2 separate regions of the Columba livia genome follow, and region 1 is linked to region 2. The links are chromatin contacts, called in public Hi-C maps. All regions are on one chromosome and are shown on one strand. The core of a region is the stretch at or near the end of the contact, and the rest is flanking DNA. Distances in the headings are between cores, read along the strand shown.

The links. A called contact is a pair of places that touch in the nucleus more often than the background predicts.
Region 1: a Hi-C map of crop shows a contact between it and region 2, with 1.6 times the contacts expected there. The contact joins two enhancer-like sites. A contact is called at or near these places in 2 of 2 Hi-C or Micro-C datasets (crop and liver).

Annotation. Positions count from the first base shown.
Region 1 is chr8:12,755,053-12,757,752 of bColLiv1.pat.W.v2, forward strand. All of the region lies in intron 1 of FGGY (FGGY carbohydrate kinase domain containing), which reads right to left. Among named protein-coding and RNA genes, the nearest start is that of JUN, 9.7 kb to the right of the region's middle. Within about 2 kb of position 1,444, at least 2 of the 3 cell types and tissues checked have an H3K27ac peak away from gene starts, as active enhancers do.
Region 2 is chr8:12,709,985-12,712,880 of bColLiv1.pat.W.v2, forward strand. The region is part of intron 1 of FGGY (FGGY carbohydrate kinase domain containing); the gene reads right to left. Among named protein-coding and RNA genes, the nearest start is that of JUN, 55 kb to the right of the region's middle. Within about 2 kb of position 1,342, at least 1 of the 3 cell types and tissues checked has an H3K27ac peak away from gene starts, as active enhancers do.

The sequences.
Region 1 (2,700 bases), core at 194-2,693, 45 kb after region 2:
TCTTGATTCTCTTTATCAATATCCGTATTTACATACAGAATCCTTAAACAGATTATCATACTCTTTTCAGTGTTATCTAAGAGGTGTGTTGCTGTACTACAGTTCTAAAATTTTCCAGACACACTATTAATAAAATGCCTGAACTTAAAATAGGTACTATGCAAAACTCGCATAACTGGAACACCTATAAAATGCCCTGTAAACAGCTGCCCTACATCTGAGCTGCCAGTGGATTAATGAAGTTCTAGAGTTAATTTCCATTTATCAGGTAAGATTTAGTGATACTGCCAATACTCATTTCTCTTCTTCTCTGCTGTGCCTTGTCAAGACACTGCATGTGGAGGAGCAGGAGCTAAGACAAGAACTGGAAACCTTTCCTTCACGTGGGAAGGTGCCCTGCTAAAATACTGCTTATTGAACCTGACAGTGAGCGTATAAACATTAGAGGGAGTGCTCACACATGGACTCTCAACCGAGGGGAGGACAAGGCGGTGAAAGTCAGAGCTATTACAAGACAAATGCAAATTAAAGACACTGTTTTTAATCTCCAGGATAGTAAAATACTTTTGAGAGCTCCCAGTCTTTGGGGGAAGAGGGAAGTAGAGAAGGGGATAGGGGGGCAGTAAACTCTACTGAGACTTCTCTTACGGTTTGTATCACCTTTTTTGGGAAAATCATTCTAAGAAAAAAAAAAAACAACAACAGAGGAGTTTGAAACTAACAGAAAAGCACTTGCTAAAAGGTAGCTTGCTCTTTGTAAAACTTCCCATGAGGCCTGAAAAAGCACCCTAAGCATACACTTTACCAGACAGTTTTGCATATGAAATGCTGTTTGTTTCAGAAACAGTAGTGTGTTTTTACCAGGGGGGTTATTCCTGTCGATTGTCCCCCGATTACTGATCTGTGAGAAGCAAAAAAAAAAAAAAAGAAGTCAGGGCCACCACAAAGATATAAGCGTAACTATTAAAGTTCATGGGGTTTTCTACATTCCTCCTCCTTACCCTGAAACTTCAACCCTTGAGTAAATGCTGCCATATATATTTCCTTTGTTTGACTGTCTGGTGGGCCACCTGGAAAGCATCAGTGCTCTAAGAAGAAAACTGCTATTGTTTATGGGGAATTTCCTTAAAACAAAATCGTGCTGCCCATTACCATTTCCCAGAAAGGTATATTGTTCTATCACCACCCATATCAAATTCAAGTGCAGAGACATGTCTACGGTACGTGCAGCAGCTCAGATAGGCTGGGCTGTTGCAATCCTTTTGCAATCCTGTGCAGAAAACAGAACGTTAACACTGGCATGCTGCTCCCACGCCCTCCCCTTCTCGGGCTTTACATTAACTCAGTGACACCCTGCTAGGCACAAGGTTTATTTACACAACACAAAGTCTCAAGAGGAACCTTTGTTCCACTGCAATGTTGACAAGGCTTATGAAGCACTAGTGACTATAGTAAAGGTGTCTTAAGACTCAACTGAGGACCACGTATGAATGAAATGTTTTGAAACTCGCTTGATCGAGTTTCCAGCTGCAGCACAATACTTTTAGCCAGAAGCCACTGGGACAAACTAGGGAAGGTCCTGGCTTCCACGGAGACCAGTGAATTGCAGTAACACAGTGGTTCCACGAGGACTTTAATGCAGGATATGCTGGTGACAGCCTGAAAAGAAGCAAATGCCTCTCTCCCCAGCCATTCAGGTTTTTCGCTAGGATAGTTTTGAACGGGATGTATTTCCCAACACACTTCACCTCACGGCTGTGTCAGCACAAGGGAGGGGACAGCGTGGGAGCAGGAAGAGGGCAGGACTCCCTCTTATGTCAGCAGCGCCGGCTGAAAGCACTTGGGGAACTAACGACATCGTAATTTGTGCTGATTTATGTCTGCTAAAAAGTACTTCTTACTTGTCCTTAAAAATGATTGCTAGATGTATAGCATTTTAAAACGTAACATACATGTAAAAACAGGCAAGAAAGCTTCGGTGCACATTTATTGGATGGAAGTGTCCAAGGGGGGCTGTAAGCTTCACTTCCTTGGGACTGGCAATACCCATTCCTGCGAGGAGGGAATGGCTGCTGCACTCCCCCTCTTCCCCAAGGGCTGGGTAATACAAATGAGTTCCTGTATTTCACCTGACCGTCTTCTTGTCAAAGTTTTGGACTAAATATCAAGGCTTTTTCTTCAAAGAAACTATCTGTGATTCTGGAGAGGTGCTTATCGCTGTGCCTCAGCTTCCCCCTTCTGGGAAGCCAACATGTAATACTTCCTCCTACACAGCATTTTTGACATTCACAACTTCAAACCATTGTCGGAGCCTCTCACAGCAGAGACTCTAAATGTAAAGGAAAACAAACAAACAAACTCACATCATGTCCAAAAAAGCAAGCCGATAGCAACGCAGATATTTGGTCAAATGTCAGAGAGTAACCAGAGAGTGAAAATGGCATAAACCTAAGTGCCAGTATATGCTCTACACAGTCCTGGGTCTGATTCAAAAGGCACTACAAGGCTGATGAACCAGTAAAAATGTCAATGGTTGATATCTGAAAAGCAAATGGGGCCAGTAACAAATATTTTATACCAATAAGTTAATCCTAGATCTTTTTTTTGGATGAAATCCCATTCTTTTTCTGTACCTTTATCCTTAATGCATGTTTTAAAATTAAAATACTTCATACCACTTAAATAGCATTTATTCTCCAC
Region 2 (2,896 bases), core at 92-2,591:
CTATCAGTATCTGAAGTCTCACCTAAGCCTCACCTAAGTCTTATAAAATATAAGCAAAATTAAATGGAGATATAAGTGCAGCAAAAGACTTAACAGTACTTCTTCCTTTTCTACCATCACCTGTTCCTACAGCCCAAGCAAAGGCCATCATCACTTTAATTTGAAAGATGCCCTCTTAGTTTAAAATCTATTTTGGACCAGATCTGTTCATAGCTGCATAAGTATAAATCTGCTGTCTTCTCATGGACTTTCTCCAACTGTATTCTGGTGTGAGCAAGATCAGAATCTTATCCTGGTGATGAATTGCAGGGTTACGCTAAAGGTGTAGCCCATGGCTTTTGGTGAAATCTCATCTATTTATGGGGAAAATAATTTACACTTACAAATTATTATAATAGACATACGATTTTTTTGTTTTTAATGATAACTTGTAAGCAGTGTTTCAAGCACTTTGCTTAAAATGATAAACTCATCCATTAATTAACAATAATTAATCACCAAGCATGTGATGTGTGCTAATTTAGCTGCAGATTTTATAGCAAGAAAATAAACCAAAAAAGTCAAGGAAAAACTATCTTGAGGTCTCTATTTAACATTTTAAATTAATGCTTTTGTAAAGCTACTATTGGTATCCTCTGACACAGGCCACTGCTCTGCCTGCCAAGGGCCTGGGAGCTTTTCTCACCAGTGGGAGACGAGATCTGAACCTTGGAAAAATTTCAGACTTATTCTTTGCGTATAATTTGTGTTCCAGGTGGTGGTAAGAGGTAAATCCTAGAGGCTTTCTCCACTTCGTTGAATGTCGAGGAGCGGAGCAGTTTACTGGAACAGCAGCAGCTTCTCATGTCTTTGCAACAACAGTTTTAACTAGAAAGGCACAATATTTTATAATCTGCAAAGCTGAGCTAGACCATTTTGGCAAAGTGTCTGTCTGCCTGCTAGGGTGGGGTAGGTATTTGCTATCTATGTAATGACTTCCTACTGCAAGTGGGTCAGGTAATTCAAATAACGAGCCAAAACTGCCTTTGGTCAAGTCTGGTGAAGTCTGGGCTGTAAGTAAATCCGTCCCTCTGGTACAGCGTGCACATTCTCTGTCATGTGATGTCTCAGCCGTTTCCTGGTACTGCCACTCCAACAAATACTTCACTTTATCTCTCTCCGATTGTAACATCGGCAGTTTCACCACTGAGGTTGCTGTTGCTGCACTTTCTGGTATCAATGGCCTGCTGGGAACTGAAAAAATACCTACTGGAGAAAACAGTCAAGTACTTGAATGATATGAGAGGCTCCTTCTTTCTCTGCCTTTGGCACCGGGCAATCATCCAGTTTGTTGGTTCTGCTTGTCCAGCTCCAAACCAAATGTTTCAGAATCCAGCCTGCACAAATGATCAGGTTTTAAACAAAACCTGCAGCACAAGATCAGCTTGCTGCATGTGATCAGTGTTCTGCATGGCTTTCCCTCACCCTGAGCTTGGATGCCTTAGTTTCAAGTGCATGGATTGTGCTCATTGTGGCATCTGGAGTGGGGTAAAAGGCATTGTGTGTGTGTGGTGGGGTGGTAAATCCCAAAGCAGGCAATATTGCAGGGGTGTTGCCTGGCACAGTGGTTAAGAAATAACTAATTTCTGGCTGAAATGTTAAAATGTAGGTATGAAGTAACTTGAACGGTAAGCAATAACACCCAGCTCCTCCCCAGCTCCTGCAGGCACCATGGATGGTGCAGGCTGCCCTGTCCAGTGGCAAATCTCACTTTTCCAAGAGCTGCTGGGAAAGGACACGGCAGTTATTGAAAAGATCCTGCAAGTGTTCAGAATACAGCTGTTTGCCAGCAACACAGTGGTACGGCTTTGTTCATCACAAACATTTCGGGCATTGCTATTTATATTACGCCAATTCACCAAATTTTCTAGCTCTGAAAGTGAGTAGAAATTTTGACAAGCTTTGCAGTAACAACTCTTGCTAAGGAAGTCAAAGTTATTCCAACAGACTACAGCTGAACCACAAAAACAGGGGTCCTGAGGATATCCCACAGATACAAACCAGAGTGACCGAGAGGTGTCACAATGTTTTGTAACTACGACCTTTACTGGAAACCATGTCGAAAGGACATAAAAAGATGTTCACAGGCTGTAGTGGGCTTTGGATTAGACGGATGCTTTCTGGAGAACAGCTTCATGAATCCTGGCAGTTCAGAGTAGCTCTTTTAAAACAAAATTTCTGAAAATGAACAAGTTATTTCATAGATGAACTATGTTATCATGAAAAGTTTCTGCTTGTCTGTCTTTCAAAACAAGCATGCTCCTGTAAAGAACAAATGAATGTCAATATTATTCCTAAATGTATTTGAAAGTTAATACTGTAACCATGTGTCACTTAAAAGTACACTGTTTTGATCTTCCCAAGGTTATCCCAGTTGCTTCGCCCCATAAAATTAACCACAAACACAATAGTGAATGAGTCAGAACATCAAGATGACTCGGAGAGAAGGGATAAATGCCTCTGGAGAGCACAGAGAACAGGAGGTGTGGAGCAAAGTTAAGGGTGCAGCGCTGTGTGGTAATAGTTGAACAAACATGGGCTGGGATAAAGACAGAACACTTTTCTGTAAAAATTCTCATTTATTTCAAGCTTCTCCACCTCCCAGCCTTGCAGGTTCTCTAACACCTGACCTGACGGACCAAGGTCCGTGCTCGAAAGACATGAGCAATGAGATGCAAGCTCTGAGCAGAAAAGTGGCCCACAGGCTGCGGCGCTTCTGCAGAGGGGATTTGAAAAGAGTTTCCAAGGGGCTCACACAAAAAGTCCTTTCAAAAGTGCTCCATAAAATACACCCGAAGAAAGACCATCAGGAGGAGACTCGGCTTAGCTCTGTTCTTTTCTGTTTAGCTCAGGTGCT